Regions from separate parts of the Danio rerio genome. Here region 2 is linked to region 1. Evidence: chromatin contacts called from public Micro-C data. All regions are on one chromosome and are shown on one strand. The core of a region is the stretch at or near the end of the contact, and the rest is flanking DNA. Distances in the headings are between cores, read along the strand shown.

Evidence for each region. Hi-C and Micro-C count contacts between places; a contact is called where the count stands out from the background.
Region 2: a contact with region 1 is called in a Micro-C map of caudal fin, with 2.6 times the contacts expected there. The contact joins the promoter of khdrbs1b here to the promoter of kpna6 in region 1. A contact is called at or near these places in 3 of 18 Hi-C or Micro-C datasets (caudal fin, embryo and an unstated tissue) and 2 of 4 datasets of contacts at active chromatin or transcription factors (caudal fin and embryo).

What each region holds. Positions count from the first base shown.
Region 1 is chr19:32,355,499-32,361,045 of GRCz12tu, reverse strand. It overlaps kpna6 (karyopherin alpha 6 (importin alpha 7)), which reads left to right and starts at 3,387. Exons shown (of 14, transcript XM_001923886.8): 1 at 3,387-3,491. The coding sequence starts at 3,488.
Region 2 is chr19:32,826,900-32,832,446 of GRCz12tu, reverse strand. khdrbs1b (KH domain containing, RNA binding, signal transduction associated 1b) reads left to right here and starts at 2,144. Exons shown (of 9, transcript NM_213235.1): 1 at 2,144-2,392; 2 at 3,773-3,894; 3 at 4,924-5,040; 4 at 5,263-5,409. The coding sequence starts at 2,299.

The DNA of each region.
Region 1 (5,547 bases), core at 2,138-4,637:
AGCTCCATATTGCCACATTCAGGGCAGGGTGAATTTATTGGGTTTTGATCTCAAGAGAAAGAAAGAAAGAAAGAAAGAAAGAAAGAAAGAAAGAAAGAAAGAAAGAAAGAAAGAAAGAAAGAAAGAAAGAAAGAAAGAAAGAAAGAAAGAAAGAAAGAAAGAAAGAAAGAAAGAAAGAAAGAAAAAGCAGGTTCACTAGGCAGGTTAGGGTAATTAGGCAAGCTATTGTATAATGATGGTTGGTTCTGTAGACTATTGGAAAAAAATATAGCCTAAAGGGGCTGATCATTTTGAATTTAAATGGTTTTTAAAAAAGTGGTAAACTGATTTTATTCTAGCCAAAATAAAACAAATAAAACTTTCTCCTGAAGAAAAATATTATCAATAATTCTGACTTCAACTATATATATATATATATATATATATATATATATATATATATATATATATATATATATATATATATATATATATATATATATATATATATATATATATATATATATATATATATATATATATATATATATATATATATGCAAGCTTTACATGTCTGTATGTGGTGGATGAAATGTGTGACAGTTGAACCCATATATATATAAGAAAGAAAGAAAGAAAGAAAGAAAGAAAGAAAGAAAGAAAGAAAGAAAGAAAGAAAGAAAGAAAGAAAGAAAGAAAGAAAGAAAGAAAGAAAGAAAAAGACTAAATTCTAGTCTGAGAAACTTTTTTATTTCATCTTATTTTGATTGGGTCTATATGTGAGATATAAAGAGATGAAGTGAAATTTAATTTGGTATATTAACATTAAGCATATTAATTAATATTTAATTAAATATAATTAATAGCATGCACACACACACACATATACAGATGTAATTGTACCAGAAAACAAAGCTTGATGAATTCTTTGTCATTAATAAAATAAAAAAGGTTTTCGTGTTTGATTTGTTTTAACCTGTTACAGATTTAAGAATAAATTATAGATTTTATAAATTAATTTACACTATTTACATTTTTATTCAATTGTTCAATATTTTTCAGTGGCCATATTAATTATATTCAGCAAGCCTTAGTATTTCTGGGGAAGTTGGAAAGTTCCATATAAAATCAGATCATTTGTACACTACACTTTAAAAAAATGCTGACTTGGAAAATAACCCAATCCTAACCCAGGTGCTGGATAACTATAGGACATACCACGCACCTAGGTTGTTTTGACCCAAGTGCCGGGTTTAGTCAGTTAGCTCCAGAATGCTGGGTTGTTTATATGACTTAACCGCTGGGTAAGGTTAACCAAGTTGCTGCGTTAAATGTGACTTACATATTGAGTCATTAATTGTCTCATCTCATTCTACCTTTTTTAGTTTTTTTGTTGTTATATTTACCAATATTATTTATAATAGTAAATGACAAATTAATGCATATATGAATTTTTGGTCCCGTGAATTAATAGTCCTCTGTTTATTTTTTTCCTCTATTTTTGTTTAGCGGAGAACATTTTTTCAACACATTTCTAAACATAATCATTTTAATTATTAATTTCTAGTAACTGATTGCTTTTATCTTTGCCATAATGACAGTAAATAATATGTTACTAGATATTTTTCAAGACACTTGTAAACAGCTTAAAGTGACATTTAAAGGCTTAACTAAGGTGAGGTAGGTAAGGTAAAACTTTATTGTCCCAGTTAGGGAAATTTGTCTTGGGCTCTTGCCCTCAGCTGCAGTTATCACAAACATGGAAAAAACAATACAACATACAAAAAACAAATTAGTATTTTTATAAAAGTTACATGCGTCTCTTCACATAAGCGAAAATAAGCAAAAACAGAAACTCTCAGTGTAAGCTACTACTGTTATTTAATAGCTTAATGCTCATAGGATAAAAGGAATTCTTATATCTGTTTAATCTACAGCAAGGTACTCTGAACCTTTTCCCAGAAGGTAACTTGGTTAACTAGGCTGATTAGGGTAATTAGACAAGCTATAATGATGGTTAGTTCTGTAGACTATTGGAAAAAATATAGCTTAAAGGGGCTAATAATTATGACCCTTTAAAAAATAAAACTGTTAAACTGCTTATATTCTAACCAAAATAAAACAGAAGAAAAAATATTATCAATAATTCTGACTTCATATATATACATATACAGTTATTAGCCCGACTTTGATTTTTTTTTCCTTTTTTAAAATATTTCCCAAATCTGTAGAAAGTTTTATTTGATTTATTTTGACTAGAATAAAATCAGTTTTTAATTTTTTAAAAGCCGTTTTAAAGTAAAAATTATCAGCCCCTTTAAGCTATAATTTTTTTCCGATAGTCTACAGAACAAACCGTCATTATACAATAACTTGCCTAATTACCCTAACCTTCCTAGTTAACCTAAATAACCTAGTTAAGCCTTTAAATGTCACTTTAAGCCGTAAAGAAGTGTCTTAAAAAATATCTATTCAAATATTATTTACTGTCATCATGGGAAAGATAAAATAAACCAGTTATTAGAAATGAGTTATTAAAACTATTGTTTAGAAATGTGTTGACAAAAACACATTTTTTTCTCCGTTAAACAAAAATTGGGGAAAAAATAAACAAGGGGGCTAATTAGTCAGGCCTGCGGTACAGGTGAATTGGGTAGGCTAAATTGTCTGTAGTGTATGAGTGTGTGTGTGAATGTGTGTGTGAATGTTTCCCAGAGATGGGTTGCAGCTGGAAGGGCATCCGCTGCGTAAAAACGTGCTGGATAAGTTGGTGGTTCATTCCGCTGTAGCGACCCCAGATTAATAAAGGGACTAAGCCGACAAGAAAATGAATGAATGAATGTATTTTATTTTTCATGTCTATGAATAATATAAATAATATGTTATTACTATATTTGTTTTTTTAAATAATGTTTTTGTGTTATTTAATATGCACAAAATAATAAAAATGATTTTGACCATATTATTTATTTATTTATATATTCATTTATATTGTAAGTTAGTTAACTATTTAGATAGATAGTCCTATTTTTATATTTTGAGCTGACAAGCTGATTTACACTTAGTAAGCCTATTATGCCTATTAACAGTATATCTTAATAAAGAGTATATTATCCAAATTTCCTCAATATTATAATAATTATTTGTGTTATGATTATTCTTATTAATATAATTAATAGTGGCAGTATTTTTATTATTGTTTATTATTATTATTATTATTATTATCATCATTATTTTTGTTATTATTATCATTGTTATTATAATTATGATCATCATTAATATTATTATTATTTTCTCTTTTTTTTTACATAGTGATGACGAGACCCCCTCATTTTGTTCGTTTGCTCAGCCTTTCGTAAGACACAAATTGGAAACGCTGTCATTAAGTTTGTCTCCTTCTACTCTCCGTAGATCACCGACATATTGTTTGTGAGGAGCAAAATCGAGTGTTAAGATTACAGCGTTGATAAAACCAGTCATCAAAGCGTATATAACTCAAGAAAGAACCATGGGTGAGTATCTCGTCAATACTGTCTTTTGACGTGTTCGTACTGTTACTCGCGGTGTTTTGGGATCAGATTTGTAGCCGAGAACCCAAGACAAGCTACATCATGTCATTTACAGCATGAGTGTAAAGGGCCAGTTAGCCTAGCACATTGCTGTACACGACCTGTATGTTTACCAGCGATTCCAAGAGCAAATGTTTTAAGTCATAACGCTTTTCGGACATGCTTTAGTGAGGTTTGGTTGAATTTGATTGACGTGGTTGTCAATTTTGAGTCTTTGCCAGTGGAAACGCTTGGTCATGTTAGACATGTTCTGTTCGAGGTTGTGAAATCGTTCGGGTTTTAGGTGGCAGCTAAAGAGGAAATGCTCAAACATTAAACATAGTGCTCTGTCATGGGTTATATAAATCTATTCTCGTTAATGTTGTCTATGTAGACAGCTGTCTGGGTTTAGACAGACTAAACAACATGTCCCTGGTGTCAGTGAGTGCACTAGTCAACTACACGTGATCAGCCACGATAGCTGATGGTTTCTGTTTCAAAACTACTCATGGGAGACTTTTATTGTATATTCACGATTATTAAAATGGCAGTTTCTTGTAGTAACAAATCGGCTAGGTTGTCAGCTGCATTAAACCATCAGTCTTTTCTGTTAAATATAACTTGGGATCTCCTCATTTTTACATTGGGTGTGTAGGGAGGAAGGTGATGACATGGTACAGGCTGGCTAATTTAGTTTTTATATTTAGTGAATGATTATTAATTATGTCAGAACCCCATAGCTAGGTGTTTTGAGCATTATACATATGTGTGATGCCTGTCTGTTTATTACTTGGATCTTTAGAATAGGTTGTGATGGAAAAAGGTTGGAACAGGAATGATACAAACTGGAAGGTCAGATTAGGTATCGGAAACTGACTGTCTGCTGACTTGGTTTTTCCTGTCTTATATTTAATAGAATCATCACAGTTTATATTAATGTGATATCTGGCAGGTTTTCACAAATTGTGCCATTTTAGTTTGCAGTTTGAGTAAGCTGAAATCAGCAGTTCAGTTCAGGGTATTTGGATGGGATTTTTTATCACATTGTATGGTGCAAATTGGAATACTAACAGAAATGAGTCTTTCAAAGCAAAAAGTAAGCCAAATTAAGTACAATTTTCACTGTCACTGCTACAGATGAAAATATAAAACTGTTATGAAATTAGGCATGGTCTGGTATAAGATTCTGACAGTATAATAACCTTGGATTAAAAATACGGTTTCACAGTATTGTGATTACTGCTCTGAAATATGCTCTATTTAAATGTCTGAGTAAAAACAAAAACTTTTTTTCACTTTGAACACATATTTTATTTTGAGAAACATTCAAAATATTTCGAAGCAGTAAAGATGTCAGGCTAAATCATTCAAATGACTCATTGACTTCTGCTGTCTTCATTTGTTTTAAAAACACATTTTTTTTTTTACAATTTAAGCAGCATTTTTATATATCTTTTCTGCTGTTCTAGGTACCGTTGTCCCAAAAAATTTGTAAAAATCTTTCATGGATCAGAAGAACTGTATTACAGTAAATTTTGACGGTTTTAAAACTTTGACTTTTCCAAATCTTTATATAATTTATGCAAATTTAAAATTCAAACATCACATCATCAGTATTAATAATAAATGCAGCACAGATACTTAAATGAACAGTGTTTTTCAAATGTTCAAGTAGGTCTAACAGTAGTATTTAGATTAATCTATTAAGATTTAAAATAACACTGCATTGTAATATACATACATATATATATATATATATATATATATATATATATATATATATATATATATATATATATATATATATAAAATAACCATACAAATTGTTCAGTCAAGAGCCAGCTAGGGATTTTTCCGTTTTATTACATAATTAACTATAATGACAAATGAACAGCGGAAGGTGTAATAGTCTACTGTATCCAGTGCAAAGCTTGGATCCAACATAATGATGCACATCCAATCTTTGTTTGCCAAGATAGGCAGTTTGAAACTAAATGTGTGTATTTGTTCTTTTATGTAT
Region 2 (5,547 bases), core at 895-3,394, 470 kb before region 1:
CAATATCTGTCAAAAAATAAAGAAATAAAAATCGCAATTAGATATTTTCCTCAAATCGCACAGCCCTATTTTGAAGAATGCTGATAACCTGTAACCATTGACTTCCCTAGCAGCAAAGGTTTCCAACATTTCTCAAAATATTTTCTTTTGCATTCAACAGATGAAATAAACTCATGAAGGTTTTGAACAAGTAAAATGCGAGTAAACGGTGACATAGTTTTCATGTTAGGGTGAACTATGCCTTTAACATTTTAATGAAGCCTTTGGAAAATATTGTAAAGGCAGGAATATGCTTTAGCCAAGCGAAGCTCAAAGGCCAAAGCGGTCAGCAAGCAGGCAGTTCTTTATGAGTCTGAATAGTCTGACATGCAGAAGCTGAGTGTATTAACCTTGAGCGAGGCTGAGGGGAAAGGGGAGCGGAGGAAGGCGCTGCTGGTGCTAAAGGCCTAAGCAGGTGTGACAGTTCTGAAAGCTTTCGCTGGACAAAAAAGGTTTCACGGGCCTCCTAGCAATGCTAAGCCACAGCTGACCTCACAAACAGGGCAGAGAGAAAATGTGTTTACAGTCAGAAGAGAAGAAGAGGAGAAACAAGCTGGCTTTGTGTTTTTATCAAAGAGATGATAAAAATTATATAATAGTATATGGATTCAAAACAGAGCAGTAGATCTAATATACTACACCAGGAGTGTTTTAGAAAAGTATTGAATAAATAGCAAATAAATAAAGCATATTGCATGAATAAGCACAATGGTCCGTGTTTTAAATGTTAATATTTGGCCATGTCAATACTCGTGTTTTTCACCAACTCCTGAATGCAATTCATTTGCCATTTCTATCCAGAAGGGGGCAGCAAACATTATGAAATCCACAGTTTCTTCATAATTTATCACGAACCCCACAACATGCGTATGCAAAGCGTTGTGGGTGTCTCCAAAAAGCCAGACAGCATATTAATTAATTAATATATAGCAGTCTTACATCTGCTGGAAAAACACAAGTTGCTTTTGTATCTCGTACTTACACGGGGAGTCAGAATAAGGCTCCGAGAAATTACATATAGAGTATCATATCATGTATATAATTTATACTCGTACGATGTAAAGCAGGGGTTCTCAAACTCGGTCCTGGAGGTCCGGTGTCCTGCAGAACACACCTGCTTGGATGTTTTTAGAAAGCCTATACGAGCTTGATTAGCTAGCCCAGGTGTGTCTGATTGGGGTTGGAGCAAAAATCTGCAGGACATCGGACCTCAAGGACTAAGATTGAAAACCCCTGATATACTTATATCTATATCTATCTATCTATATATATATATATATATATATATATATATATATATATATATATATATATATATATATATATATATATATATATATATATATATATATATATATATATATATATATATATATATATATATATGTTGTATGTGTGTGGAAATATACATTCTACAAATATAAATAATTTTAATGAAGAATTGATAGATAAAAATATATAACAAATTAATAAGAAAATAATAATAATATATACATACAAAATAATATACATCATTTTATTTACATTATTTATATTTTTAATTACATCCAAATAATATATGTATATACTCACAATAAATCTGTGATTATTTAGATGATATTTTATATTATTGTTCATATGTATATGGTACATAGATAACAAAAATACAAAGAGACAGTGCTCAGCATAATTGTGTAGACCCCATTTTGAAAATGAATATTTTTATCCAATGTATGTTGCTGCATTTAAACAAAACAGATTTATTAAACAGATATATTGATTAAAATAACATTTAGTCACCAAACATATAGAAATTGAAAGATAATAGAACAAAATTAAATTACAACTATTTATTTATTTTTTCTTATTTATTTGTTGATTTTTCCTCTTTTAAAAATTTGTATTTAAATTTGTAAGATAAGCTCCAGATTTGGCTCCAGTACTGATTAATCTAATGTATATGCACATATATAATATTGTACAGCTTCCTATTAAAATATGAATTTAAAAGATAGAAAGTTTCACATCAAAGTGGGCGGTCCCATACATCGAGTTTCATGACGTAATTTCCGCTCGCTCAAGTCATTTGCGCTCGTCTCGAGCTTTTGTTCATCTGTTTCCAACCGCACGCCGGAGAACAGGAGCCATTGCGTCTCACCACCGCGCACTGTTCAGCAGCATACACTCACCCGTTCCGACATCCAAGCAGGACGTGGATACTGAAGTAGTTTCACTCTTGGACTTTCGGTGTTTAAATCTTCAGCAACTTACAAACTCAACATGGAAAGCGAGAACAAATACCTCCCGCAGCTGCTGGCGGAGCGCGACAGCCTGGACCCGTCCTTCACACACGCCATGAAACTTATATCAGCAGGTAAAGCCGTTGTTTTGTGGAAACGCAGGAGCGGAATGTGAACGTATAACCCACTAACTTTTATGGACGAAGAAAAATCGCAGTTTTGTTTGGAGGGAAGTGAATGGAATCGACTGTAGTCGTTGACGGGACGACCGTTACAAAAGTCTCGTAACAGCGAGCGAGGGGGGTGGTGTGTTTAGCTGGAACCAGGCACGTGCTGCTGTAGCCATTTTCGGTGTGTTGTTAACGCTTTCACGGAGGGTGAAATGTGGGGGTTTTGTATCATTATCCAGTGTGCATGTTCTGAACCCGTGGTGGTGTATAGATTTACCCTCATCACCCCCCGGGCAGCGGTCCCATTTCCGCTCCAGTGATGTGTGATCTGCGTACTGGATGAGCTTTAACCGAAAGCGAACTTTTAAAGTCAAATATCATATTTTGTACACATTTACGGAACCAATTTGTTGTGCGCATCCGTAAATTTGATTCAATTTTAGTTGCAAAAATTGCAGATAAAACATTTTTAAATGAATCATATCAGGATTTCGTTGTTGGTTGTTTGTAACAAGCGCTTTGTGTTCAATAGGTCAACGTGGCGTTCCTTAGTACGCGTCAAGTCCCAGCCTCCATGCGCTGTATTATCGTGTTTGTCTAGACGGAAAGATCTGGAAAGCTTTAGATGAAATCGTCCAAGCCTGAGCGTATGAAATTGAAGACGGGTGAAAGTCTTAACTTTGAGATTTGTCGTAGTAATAAAAACCATGTTCAGGACCATATGTGCCTGCAGTGTGGGAAGTGTTGCATCTGGATTTTTGGTGTAGGAAATGTCTTTTCCTGGCCTCGTTTCACCACATGTCTTATATCAGCCTAGTGGGAGTTTAGCAGTATCTCGTGGTTATTATCAGTTCCATAAGTTACATTTTGAAAAGGCTTGTAGCTGGTCGGTGTTCAGCAGTAAAAGCCCTTTAGTGAAGCTGAGCCAGCTGATTGATGGCGTTTCCTTCCAATGTCTTTGAAGCAAGCACTTTCCTTTACAGGCTGAAGCAAACACTTAAATCTCAGTACATTTGCTATTGAAATGACCTAGAGTTTTGTTTAAGACCCGCGGGTATCTGCTGTGAGGTTATATCAATGAAATATAACTAAAGTTGTGATGCTACTAACTGTTTGTCTATTGAGTGTGATGCTTTTATTAGTGTTTTCAACTTAAAAGGAGGAAGACTAGCCTTTTAAACTGCTTTCTGACCTTCTGTTGAATTATAAATGCGATTCTTTTTGTAAACAGAGCATGTTAACTTGTAAACATAAATTTGCACCAACTCTTGCTTTACATGTTGGCATTGAAGTAATGCATTTTAATGTTCAAATCTGATGCATAATGCTTGTTTTCCCTTTTAGAAATTGAAAAGATTGAGAAGGGGGACACTGAGAAAGATACAGAAAGCTACCTGGACCTCTTTACTATGAAAAACATCAAACTGAAGGAAAGGATTCTCATACCAGTCAAACAGTACCCTAAGGTGAGTGTCAAACGTTTACTTTGACCTCTATATTTTCTTGAATTCTTATGTGCTGCTTCAGAATTTTTGTAACGAAGGAAAGTGCTACACCTAATTGCAAGCAGAGGTCATATGAGGATTCTTGGGAGATATTCAAATAATTTTGTAAGACCGTGTCATACAGTAGATCTTATTTCAGATCACGCATAATTTCATTCTTTAATAGTGAAAATAACTATTTGAGCTAATCAATCTGTTTTCTAATCATGAATTAAGCAACTATATTATTCTCAACTTTTTTATTCTCAATCTGTGAAAGACTTTAAGTCTGTCACAAGGAGTCTTAAGATATTTCCTAAGTGCATGTTTATTTGTGCGTCCCTTGATGGCTTGTCAGCCAGAGGCGATCAGTCAATTCGATTGAGTTCTCTGCTGTTTTACACAGCATGACAGTGTTCTTCTTTGACCTTGTGTGTTTATTTGTTAAGTTTGCCTGCCAGTTTAAGACTAGTTAGAATTAGTTTTTCTCCTCCTAATTCCAGATTCAGTGCGTTCTTTATGCAGATTCCAGATTAATATGTAATTTTTACTTTAGATTATGCTGCATCCAATCAAAAAGTCTTATTTAAAAATGTCTATTTAATTCTTTTGTGTGGACTTAATATTTGAGACAGCAAATTTTGGTAGATCACTACTTTTTTAGGACCTCTGTCAGCTGCAAATATTCATTAGCTGACCCTTAGGATATTACTGTTGTAGCTATGAATTTAAATGTTGAACCTTTTTTTTTTTTTCTCCTGAGTGTGACTTTTCTCCCTTTTTTGTTGTGTTCTCTCAGACCGCCTAATGTTACCCTTCACTTTGGTGTTGAGGGGAGCACGACTCAGGCCTTTGATCTGTTTGCATTCCATTTAATCTTGTCCTGTTCAGGGAGATCAAAACTATTGAGCTCTCAGTCCTTGAAAACAAGTTCAGTCAGGTTAAGTGAAGCACTGTAGGCTTCTTCAAACACTGTGGGTTTAATATTTAATTTCCCATTGCTTTGTGCAGTTTAACTTTGTTGGGAAGATCCTTGGACCGCAGGGGAACACCATCAAGAGACTGCAGGAGGAGACGGGCGCTAAGATCTCCGTGCTGGGAAAAGGATCCATGAGGGACAAGAATAAGGTAAAGTGCTATTGAGGTTATCTTTAAAAGTATGCAAGAACTGCAATATTTCCCGGGGCACCTAAAATTTGCTTTTGAATTTCTAAGATTGCTTTAAACTTGAAATAAAGGATGGTTTTTGGATATTTAATGTCGGTTCTTGTTTTCTTACTCTGTACGAATGAAGGTTAAATAACTATGGGTAAATTGGATTTGCTGAACTTTTTATTTCTGTGTTTTCAGGAGGAAGAGTTGAGGAAAAATGGAGAACCAAAGTATGCACACTTGTCTATGGAGCTTCATGTGTTTATTGAGGTGTTTGCTCCTGTTCCTGATGCATACATGCGCATGGCTCATGCCATGGAGGAGATCAAAAAGTTTTTGTTTCCTGTAAGTACTCTGAAATCGGCTTTGAGTCTAAATGCTGCAGTCCAGAGATCAAATTTTGCTGGGAAATGCTAATGTTGTGTTTTGTCTAAGCGATCTGTTTTTAGTACAGTGATTTATGAATTCCAAATGACCCATTGT